Regions from separate parts of the Zea mays genome. Here region 2 is linked to region 1. Evidence: chromatin contacts called from public Hi-C data. All regions are on one chromosome and are shown on one strand. The core of a region is the stretch at or near the end of the contact, and the rest is flanking DNA. Distances in the headings are between cores, read along the strand shown.

Region 1 (5,765 bases), core at 1,141-3,640:
TCTATACCTTTTGACTTATTGATGGATGGTAATGGTTGAGAAAGATGCAATCCAAAACGGCATTTATTCATTAGAGCTCCACTGAACGATCACCCTATCAGATTAAAAGCCCATGATTTGCATCAGACTTAGTTCTTTGTCTGCGACTTCAGGAACAAGATGACTTGTGAGATCTAATGTTTTTCGAAGAGTGCTGGTAGTACATATGTTTTTTATTCGTCAACATCCACCAAAAGATAGGGCATATGTTGAACCCAGAAATGGATAGATGGACGGTCCGACCCTTTAGGTCGGACGGTCCGGACGGTCCACGGTGGTGGCGCGGACGGTCAGCGCGTGCACAGAATCAATTAGAGTTCTGGATTTGTAGCGGGATTTGTTAGCAAAATCTGTGGGATTAACTCAGGAACCAACTTGTAACGGGTCTAGACCTCCTCGCTATATATAGATGAAGGGTTACGGCCGATTGAACCACCCACAATCGATACAATCAACTATACTTATCATTTTTATCTTATGCATTAGGAGTAGATCTAGTTTAGCCCTAGTCTACCCTCCCTCTACCTCAAATCTTCACCTCTCTGGTTCTATGTCGACTAGAGACGTCTTGGGTGTCCTGCTGACACCAAGAAACACCCTAGGATCTGTCTTCCCCGATGGGGTCTCTCCCGAGAGGTGAGATCTGGGTCTGCCGTGAAGAAGACGAATCTTTGTGCCATCGCAGACCGTTTGAGCCTCAGGTGTGGACCATCCGGACGTACGCAGAGGAGCCGCTCCTATGCCCAAGTCGCAGATAGCACAGCCAGGCGACTCATCTCCCGGTGATGTACGTATAGATCGACGCCAACAGCAAGCAAGCAAAAAAGGTCTATTTTTTCATTATGATGTTTCGAGGTTGTCTAAACTCGATATAATAAGTTATAATATCGCTGCCCGCTGCAGCTACAAGTAATCACACACCCTGACCCCCCTATCTCTGGCTAGGAATCCTCATATTATTATTTGTGCTAACATAACAAACGCATTTTTCTTAATGAAACTATGTTTCAACACAGGTCTACTCGTATACGCATCATTTTTAAACGTTCAAACCTAACATGAACAAGAGATGTTTTTTTATTAAAAGTCCACAGCAGTTCATTTCAAACAACCCCAAAATATCACTTATTTGGTAGCCAAAAGCCCAAATTTATTAGCGTATAGCTGGTAACAAAACTCAACTTAGCCAAGAATTAGCTGTTGGTGAAAAAAAAACGACGCAAGGTAAATTTGGATAAGGGTCTGTTTGGTTGGGCTGTGGCTGTGGAAAAAGTTGCTGTGGGCTGTGAGCTGTGGAAAAAGCTGCTGTAGGCTGTGTGCTGTTAAAAAGCTAAAAATCGTTTGGTGGAAACCACTAAAAGTCGTTAAAAGTTCTTCGATATATGTTTTCACAGTTCCATTCAAAAGCCACTAAAAGCAGGTCTAGGGGTGCTTTCAGTTTTGCACTACGAGAAAGTCGGCTTTTAGAAAAAGCTGCTTCCTGGATCCAGCCCTTTGGTTGGCTTTTGGCTTTTAGGGGGCAAAAGCTAAAGCCAAAAGCCAAACCAAATACACCCTAAGTCTCTTTTATCTCTTGTGAACAGTGTATATAATCAGAGGTATTTATCGAGCATAGCTCGGTTGCAGCCTTGCAGTTGCAGGGATGTCCCTCAACAGCCTGCATGTGATTGCATGCGTGGCCGCCGATCACCAAATCCAAACGCACGCAAACGGTCGCATTGCTGCTCGGCGGTGGTGTGGTGTCAATCAATAAAAAAGAAAATTGTTCACCCAGCCGGCAGCAGTCGCAGTGTGGTCGGTGGCGGCTAGCTGCCACTGCAGCGGTGCTCCTCCACTTCCTTTGCAACGTCAGCACGGCGGCCCCACTCCGATCCTCAGGGCACGTACGCGAGTCCGTGTCGCTAGCTCCTCGCAACGTTCGAGTGTTCTTCAGATCGTCCCCGGCGTCGTGCGAGACTGCGGAGCTCGCAATCTGTGCAAGTACAGAAATCTTATTTTTGAGGTTTAGGGTTTATGATTTAGGGATGCAGTAGTGCACAGGTTAAAGGAATTGACTCTACTGGAGTATTTAGGTTGAGGTCACATGTCTTTCTGTTGTCGCCTTCTATTTTAATCTTCGATCACTACATGAAAAAAAATATAGTATAATTTATAGTGTAAGAAAGTATTTTTAACCGGACCGGTCCAGTAATCTTAGCCTCATACAGCCCACTACAGCACAGTGGACTAATTAGTGCCCGTACGCGATGAGCATTATTTTTACGTGGATCAGCAGATCAGACGGCCTCAAGCTCACAAACTGTCACGCGGCATGCATGCGTGCATGATGGCGCGCGCGCGCTGGCGTAACGTAAACAACACTCTGACACGTACGTACACGAGCACTATAACAAACCACTCTCCGGCCCGCTTCATGTGCTACTGCTGCGCTGCGGCATGCAGCTCTCGCATGCTCGCCTCGTAACCCACTGCTTGCTTCGACGGTCGATTTGATCGGTCGGATTAATTTAACTGCTTGCAGGCTACGCATGCCGTTAATTTTGTTCCTTGTGTGAGTCGCCGTATATATATAAGGCAAAACAATTCTACAAGCACAGGAGACAACTAAGAGACTCTATTGTACAATGGAGTGTCTATAAACGTAGTCTATTAATAAATACAGAATTAAATGTATTTGTATAGCATCAGATCGATAGAACAGACGACAAATTCATACAGTGGGAAGTGAGGCGTCTGTTGTTACTTGGTTTACGAGCCAGAGGTGTCTCTTCACGGAGAGACGGCTCTAAGATTATTTTGCAAATAACCCCTAAAACACCTTAAGAGACGCCACATTAAATACCACTGTACATGCTCTAATACTTAACTCAAATGATACTTGCAGGCTAATTAAGCCCATGAATGCCTGCCTTTATGTCTGTATTGCTGTTTCCCAGTAGTATATGCAAAGGCCGTACGCCTCAACAGTGAATGCACGCGGTCGACCAAAAAAAAAAAACATGCATGCATCATGATGAAAAATTGCAATAAAATCCAAATTCGCACGCATCATGTCTGGATTGATCCGGGCTACAAGCTAGGACCACTCGATGCACTGAAACTAGGCCTGCTAATGGCAAAAAAATCCAATCCACTCCCACCCATACCCAAATCTAATTACTTTGATATCCATCCCACACCCAACCAAAAATACTAGAGTGAAGTTAAACCCAACCCATCCAATAACATTATTGATCCCAAACCAACCCGTAACTGGGTGGAAACCCATGGAAAACCCGTGGGTTTAGCTTATTGTCTCACATCAAGCCAACTGCATACACATTTTAAAAATCACATTTTAAAGCAGTAAATTAATTCAAATGAAAAAGTTTTCAACTACAAATTTGTATAACTCATCATGATGTACATTTTATATTTTGAACATTTCTTCATATGATAAACTAAAAATAAATTTGTTCATAAAACTTATATCTCTTTCGTAGTTTATGAAACTACGAGAGATATGTATAGAATTTGTGCATATTGTTAGAACTATCATGTGAGATGAACAAATGATCAAACAACCAAAATAAACTTTGTAGATCTTGAAAAGTTATACAAGTTTGTAGTTGACAACTTTTTCATTTGAAGTCATATTGTAAACGAAAACTATGCCTGAATTTAAAAAATTTAAAATTTGAATTTTGAAAACAACCTCGAAATAAAAAACCACCAACATGAAAGTTGTAGGTATTGAAGAGTTATAAAACTTTGTAGTTGATAATGTTTTGGTTTGAAATCATCTTGCCATGCAAAACTATGTTTGAATTTTGAATTTTAAAATTTTAAAACTACCTCGGATGGAAAAACCACCAAAATAAAAGTTGTAGGTCTTGAAATGTTATGAAACTTTGTAACTGTCAACTTTTTTATTTGAAATCATCTTATCATTGAAAAATCGTGTGAAGTTTTCAAATTTAAAATTCAAATTTTGTAAACGGTCTCGGATGTAGAAACTATTAAAATAGAATTTGTAGATATCAAAAAGTTATGCAACTTTATAGTTGGTCACATTTTTAAATAAAATGGTACTGATAAAATGGTATAGTATAGTGTGTTATGTGTGACTAAAGAAATCAAAGACTTCTCTAAACTTGAAATAAAATGGAACTGATTAAGGTGATAGTCTGATTGGTGAATACCCATGGAAACTCATACCTATACAAATCCATCTATACCCATGGGTATCCACCATTTTGACCCGCAATATAAAATAAACCCACCCAACCCAACCCGTTAATAATTAAAACCCATCACAACCCACCAAAACAAAACCATTTCTTAAACCCACCTAAAATACCCATTTACACCCACCCCATTTGCAGGCCTAACTGAAACCCACACCGGGGGATCAGGGACGGGCGACTGAGCGATGCATGCTGGATGTAATAGGGTATTTTTACACCTCGCTGAACGACGGTCTAGAAATATACTTGTCCTTTGGCTTGTCTTCTTCGGTCGTTTCAGGATCTGAATTTTGTTTAAGCAAAATGCGCCCACGAATACCATAGCAACCTATAGCAGGAGTTCTGCTGCCAATTCTGAACGTCATTTTCCCGTGAAGATGAGGAGGGGGGTCTCTCTCTCGTAGTAGATGAGATGGAGCGAACCACCTATCCCTTTAAGCACCTGTGTTGTAAAAATGGTGGAAGACACTACCCTTGGTTCCTCTTGTTGGCAACTTTCGAGTAGACGTGTTGCACACGTGAAAGTTTGTTTCATGATGAATTTAGTAGCATCAAATGTACGCAGTTACTCCATATGATTCCTTGAAGATATTGATACTCAGTTGAGACAAGGTTTGACCACCAATAATACTAGATGTACTTTCACTTAGCTATAAGATCTTTAAAAAAAGTGAAAATTCAAAATGCCTCAACTAAATATTCATATCGATTTTTTTTGATAAAAAAACGAACCAGAAAGATCGAAAGCGCCAGCCAGGAGTTAGCTAAAAATAAACAGGTAGGCGCCAAGAAAGATCCAAAATATTTTTCAGGCGCATCCAGATAATAACGACAATGTACAGCTGCGTCAAACAGATTCGGCTGGCATAACACGATTATAATTTCAGCATGTTCGGTGCATCCAACTTCACACATTAGTTTACAGCTGGAGATTTTGTCAAGGGTCCAGATTATAACAGTCAGTCAGTCACCTTAGGCATTGTTCGGTTGCGTCTGGATAAAGGAGATTGAGGGGGGTTAAATCAATTTCTATTCAATTTTGACTAGAAGGAATTTAATCCCCTCCAACCTTCTTTGATCCAGAAGCAACCGAACAAGCTCTTATGAGAACTACAAAATTCAAATTGGACATAAAGGTTTGACCAGACCTACTGCCATGGCACTTTAGTTTGTTTGTACTGATAGCTCATCCTCCAGGTAGTTGTACTCAAATGTGAAGTCATTCTTGATTCTTTGGCACCTGCAAGCAGTGTTAGGAACAGGTTAGAGCACAAAAGAACATGGCAAAAAAAAAAGAGTAAACTCAGAATGCCCTAAAATAAGCACGACTAAAGTTAAGGCCCACATACCATCCTGAGCCATCCTCAGTGACATGGAAATCAAAGTATACATATGATCCCCGCTCATACTCATCAGTCGTGACCTGTGGCTCCACATGCCGCTGGAACCAGGTATTGTACCTCCGGTGAAATCTCCATGATTGCTTCTTCAGTTCTCTAG
Region 2 (5,765 bases), core at 1,101-3,600, 66 kb before region 1:
TTTCAATGTGCATGAAAACATGATTTAATGAGTTACCCATCCCAATTAGTTGTGACACAGTAGAGGGCTTGTAGTGAGCATTTAGGGCCTATTTGGAAGTAAAGTATTTTTATAGTTTCTAGACAATACCATGGTTTAGGCTGTCTTCGGTGGATGATACTGATTGACACTGTTTGCAGAGTTAAGTTTGAAATAGGGGATGAGATAGGGATCTGCTGGAGATGGCCTTATAGGAATACTTTTATGCTATAAGGTGTTTGGCTGCATTCTTAAAAACGATGTTTTCAAAACCATGGTATTCTAGATAGCATAGTATTTTTTGAGCATTGTAAACTTCACTCCAACCCAAAGGCATGGCTTTTGCCTAAATACCATGGTTTACAATGTTGTATCTAGACAATGTTTCTCAAAACAATGGTATTCTTGGAGCTGACCAAAACTATGGTATTGTCATGACAATTGCAAATTATAGTATTGTAAAACCATGGTTTTGAGAAATATTATTGCCAAATAGGCATTTAGCCATTTGTTTCCTACCAGTACTGTGCTTGGCATCATATGTGAAATGGAATAATCATGGGAGAAGGATTATAATGTCATCACTTAATTACATTTTGAACAATTAGTTCTGAATTCTAATGCTTTCATCCAAAAACCAAATGTTTTATTTGATTCCCTACACAAAACCCGTTACACAATGCTTATTAACTGTTAGTCTGTTTTTGTATGTTTATTTCAACGAATTACAATTTTCATGTTCCACTATCTCATCCACAGGTACAACGGCTGATATTTCTTTGAGAAAAGATAAGCCTGAAACATTCGATAACAGGTGAGCAGGGCAATGAGTCTTCCATGGTTTTTACTAAAGCACTAAATGCTTTGCAACGAAAACCCGAGTGTCTTTATCATTTTTGGTTTTTTTTGTCAATGCAGAGATGCCATAAAGGAGGCCATTCCAAGTTATGATGATCCATATATCAAAGTGCCAAGAGTGCTGAACAAAGAATGATCTGTAGCATGTATATCAGAATTGTTAGAATATTAATACTCTACAATGCAGCATGGTTAAACATAATGATAAAATTTGCAGAAAGATTGAACGAGTCACCAGCAAGCTTAATTGATTTTGTGCATTTCAATTTGATAATGCTGTGATTGAACAGAGCAATCAGCAACCTTGCATTGGGACAGGATAACAGGAAAGATTTGGGAGATCTGCTTCAGGGGAAACCTTGTTTTTTAATGCAATTATTTTTTGCTCTCTCACAAGTATAGACAACCGCAGGCTTGAAGCCCATTCTAATCTATTTTGCCAATTATATTAGAACTTGTGGACTCCGTGGTAACACGCACGAGTGGTGCTTCAAAATTAGATCGAATTATGAGGGTTGTTGTGCCCATCCCACGGGAGGTCACTTTTGAGAAGAGCGACTCTAGTAGAACTGAAATGTGAAAAGTGTCAAGTGGTTCATCTGAACCACATCAAGTGCTAGAGCTCCTGTACGGTCCCTCCTTTTAACAGAGAGTAGGCTTGCAAATCATCATTAAAAAGAGGATCAGCATCAATCTTGGCTTTGCCTCAACAAAGAGCAAGTGATTGGCAAACCATCAAACCTTAAGATAAAAATCATCTTGTCATAACTACGTACGCTTAAGATAAAAACCTTAAGATAAAAACCTTAAGAGCAAGTGATTGGCAAACGATATGGTCTTTGCAGGAGCCTGATTCAGTTAAAACTACGTACGTACCGATACGATGCCAGTAAGTGGCACAAGGATATGCGATACCAGCTAGCTAGCTTAGTACGTACGCTTGCATACAGTTGCAGCTGCGTCCTGCATCCCTCCTGAATGAGATCGATCTAGCTTTAGTTTAATTTGTTCGATATATATACGATTCCTTGGTTCCATATATCAAATCTGTTACTGTGCCTGCCTTGTTCCTGCAAGATCAATGCATGCTCCTTGGTTAATTGGAGCTTTCTGAAGTATATAGCAGCATCGTCTACTACGTATCTCCGGCTGCTTTCTCGCGGTTTGCGTGTACAGCTAGAGAAGAAAAAAAAGCCTGAACAGCAGAAATGGGCAGGCAAGGCAAGCAACCATACATTCTGGTGATACCCGGCCAGGAGGCTTTTGGTGGTGGCCGTTGTGGCTCCACGGACCCGATTCATCCTTGGCCAATGCAACAGGCGGCAGCAGCATCTCAAATGGAACCTGCTTTTCGATGAAAGGATGCAGACGACGCAGGCGCACATAACCAACTATTCGGCTTGCGCGGGACGACGTCTATGTATTCCTCTTGGGGCTAGCGTAAAGCGGAGAAAGATATATAACATATTCTTGGGGGGAATAGTATTCATCGAGTAAAGAAAGATAAGGCAACGACACGACATATGCATGGAAGTTGAATTATTGTTATGGGGGTACCCATCGTCGTATATATAGCTACTGCTCCATTCCAGCCACGATACAAATGAAACGGATCTGCACTCGCCAAGTTGTACGCGTTTTCTCGCGATCGCGACTGCCTTTCGTTGCGTGTGTGGAGAGAAAAAAATAAGCAGAGGCTCGTGGCGGGCACACACACGGACACGGGTAGTATATATATATACACTACACAGTGTAGCTAGTATACCTCGCCCACTCCAAAGCGAAGCAGCAAGCGCTGTGACCGACTGTGATCACACACCACGCGTTCATGGTCGTCATGGGCAAGCACGATGACGATGAGAAGCAGCAGCAGCAGATGGAGATGGAAGACGTACATGAAGTAGGAGCCGTCGAGGTGCTGCCGCTGGAGAATGAGGCGGAGGCCGCGCTGGTGCGCAAGATCTCCGGCCTGGCCGCCGCCATCGCGAAGCTGCCGTCGCTGAGCCCGTCGCCGGAGGTGAACGCGCTGTTCACGGACCTCGTCACGGCCTGCATCCCGCGCAGCACCGTGGACGTGGAACGCCTGGGCCCGGAGCTGCAGCGCATGCGCGCGGGCCTCATCCGCCGCTGCGCCGACGCCGAGGCCCAGCTGGAGGCGCACTACTCGGACCTGCTGGCGGCCTTGGACAGCCCGCTGGACCACCTGCCGCTCTTCCCCTACTTCGGCAACTACCTGCTGCTGGGCGAGCTGGAGCACGGCCTGCTGGCGCGCCACGTCCCGGGCCCGCCGCCCGCCCGCGTCGCCTTCGTGGGGTCCGGCCCGCTCCCGCTCAGCTCCCTCGTGCTCGCCGCGCGCCACCTCCCCGCCGCCGCCTTCGACAACTACGACATCTGCGCGGAGGCCAACGGCCGGGCGCGCCGCCTCGTGCGCGCCGACGCCGCGCTCGCCGCGCGCATGGCGTTCCGCACCTCCGACGTGGCCCACGTCACGCGGGGCCTGGCCACCTACGACGTCGTCTTCCTGGCGGCGCTCGTGGGCGTGGCGGCCGAGGAGAAGGCGCGCGTGGTGGAGCACCTCGGGAGGCACATGGCGCCCGGCGCCGCGCTGGTGGTGCGCAGCGCGCACGGCGCGCGCGCCTTCCTGTACCCCGTCGTCGACCCAGACGAGATCCGCCGCGGCGGCTTCGACGTGCTCGCCGTGCACCACCCGGAGGGGGAGGTGATCAACTCCGTCATCGTCGCGCGTAAGCCCGTCCCCGTCGCCGGAGTGGGGCACGCGCACGCGCACGCCCACGGGCACGGCGCCGTGCTCAGCCGGCCCTGCTGCCTCTGCTGCGAGATGGAGGCCCGGACGCACCAGAAGATGGAGGAGGTGGCCATGGAGCAGCTGCCGTCCTAGGCAGGCAGGCACACGGCACACACCACAAGCAACAAGCATGGATGCCAGTTTTACATCTATCTGATCGATCTAGTAAATAGTAATCCCCTACTACGTCTATGTGCCCACACCGCATGGATATGGTAATAATCCGCACAGGGTGCGCCTAATTTATATCCGCTAGCTAAGGGCATGTACAGTAGAGAGACACCAAAACGGTTCTCCAAGCACAGGAGACAACTAAGAGACTTTATTGTACAATGAAGTGTCTATAAACGTAGTCTATTAATAAATACAGAATTAAATGTATTTGTATAGCATCAGATCGATAGAATAGACGACAAATTCGTACAATGGGAAGTGAGACGTTTGTTGCTACTTGGTTTACGAGCCAGAGACGTCTCTTCACGGAGAGACGGCTCTAAATTTTTTTTACAAATAACCCCCTTAAACACCTTAAGAGCCTCCACATTAAACACCACTGTACATGCCCTAATGTTACGTGTGTGTGTGAGTGATGAAGGAGTGGTTAACAAGTAATCACTCGCAATGCTTGTTTTGTCAGTTTGGGAGTGTTATTAGCAAGTAATACATGCATAAATATATGCCACCCCGACCGATCCGTTGGCTGTTTTGACGCGATATATATGCATAAAGGTTTTTGTCCGGCATCCGGCAAATGATTCTGATGATCAAGTACTAGCATGCAATTTCTAGTTAAGGGTTCGTTTATTTCACCTTTAATCCATGTGCATTAGCTGATATTAAGTCGGTTTAAATTCATAGAAGTTAAAATTTATCTCAATCCATTCTAAATTTCTAATACACTTTAATTTATATAGAATTAGAATGAACAAAGCTAATGATGATGCGGCGAGTTATTAGGACAAAGAAGGCAAGAACGAATCGTATGGAGACCGGTACAGAGGATCGATGCTCTCGGCAGTATACATAGCCAAACGATCGGACTACAGTACATAGAGATGTGTGCCGGCCATTTTACGCTGCACGACATGGACAGCAGGGGCTACGGAAAATTGGCTAGACAGAATCGGTATTTTAAAATATCTCCAGCATCTTATTTATAATTATACGTATATTCAAATTCTACTGTACGAACAATACAATTTACAGTGCAAAACTGTGTTTATGTATGAACTTTACGTAAACGGCTAGAGTTGGCCTTAGGAGAAGTCTCTAACTACTTTCGCTTTTTACATAATTTTTCTACCTACGTAAGTCAAATAAAATTGGAATTTTTAGAAAGCCAAAAAACGAAAATGGTATTGGGTACCAGCCATTCGACATAAAATGTGCCTGTAACGTCTGCGAACCGACGATTAACAAACGACATAAATACAATTTTTAAATACTTAAGCTGCCACAAGGACATAAGACAATCAATGTTCTTACAACTAAGGGCTCGTTAGAATTTATGGTGCTAAAGTTTAGTGCTACACCTAGGGCCTGTTTGGTTTGTGGCTAACTATGTTATACTTTGTCTAAAATTAATTGTTCGGATTGAAGAACTAACATTAGGCACAAAAATTAGCAAAATGTGATAATTAGGCAGCGAACCAAACAAGCCCCAGTAAACTTTAGCACCTAGAAATCCAAACATAAATGTTAAAAGGTACTAAAAGGTATTAGAAATAAAGTGCTAAAATTTAGCATCCAGTAGCACAAGAGGTGCTAAAGTTTAACAAGTGGAATCCAATCGGGCCCCAGGTTCGTGAGAGGAGCGTGAATGTATTATGTTTTTTTTGGGGTGGTGGGGGCATTTCGTACACTAGTGTTGACGCTTTTTCGGAGCGCCAAATACTCAAGAAGAACCGGCGGCGGTGCTCTCTGGTCAGGCGCGGACGGTCCGCAGCCTGGGGCCGGACGGTCCGCGACCTGGCGTGAGGCGGCGGCGCTCTCTGGTCAAGCGTGGATGGTCCGCGGCCTGGGGCCGGACGGTCCGCGACCTGGTGCAGGAGTTCGGGTTCCCTGCCTGACGGCCGGACGGTCC

What was found. A called contact is a pair of places that touch in the nucleus more often than the background predicts.
Region 2: a contact with region 1 is called in a Hi-C map of tassel, with 2.6 times the contacts expected there. The contact joins the promoter of LOC100285295 here to the enhancer-like site in region 1. A contact is called at or near these places in 5 of 25 Hi-C or Micro-C datasets (bundle sheath, ear, leaf and 1 more).

The regions. Positions count from the first base shown.
Region 1 is chr5:16,449,171-16,454,935 of Zm-B73-REFERENCE-NAM-5.0, reverse strand. LOC100193927 reads right to left here. Exons shown (of 16, transcript NM_001359351.1): 15 at 5,615-5,765; 16 at 5,110-5,505. The coding sequence ends at 5,430. Among protein-coding and RNA genes, the nearest start is that of LOC100193927, 30 kb to the right of the region's middle. Within about 2 kb of position 2,390, at least 16 of the 20 cell types and tissues checked have an H3K27ac peak or open chromatin away from gene starts, as enhancers often do. A contact at or near this core is called in ear and tassel, where this site is marked.
Region 2 is chr5:16,515,285-16,521,049 of Zm-B73-REFERENCE-NAM-5.0, reverse strand. It overlaps LOC100285295 (nicotianamine synthase 3), which reads left to right and starts at 2,350. Exons shown (of 1, transcript NM_001321408.1): 1 at 2,350-3,781. The coding sequence starts at 2,705. The coding sequence ends at 3,775. LOC100274537 reads left to right here. Exons shown (of 5, transcript NM_001148893.1): 4 at 778-832; 5 at 937-1,200. The coding sequence ends at 1,012.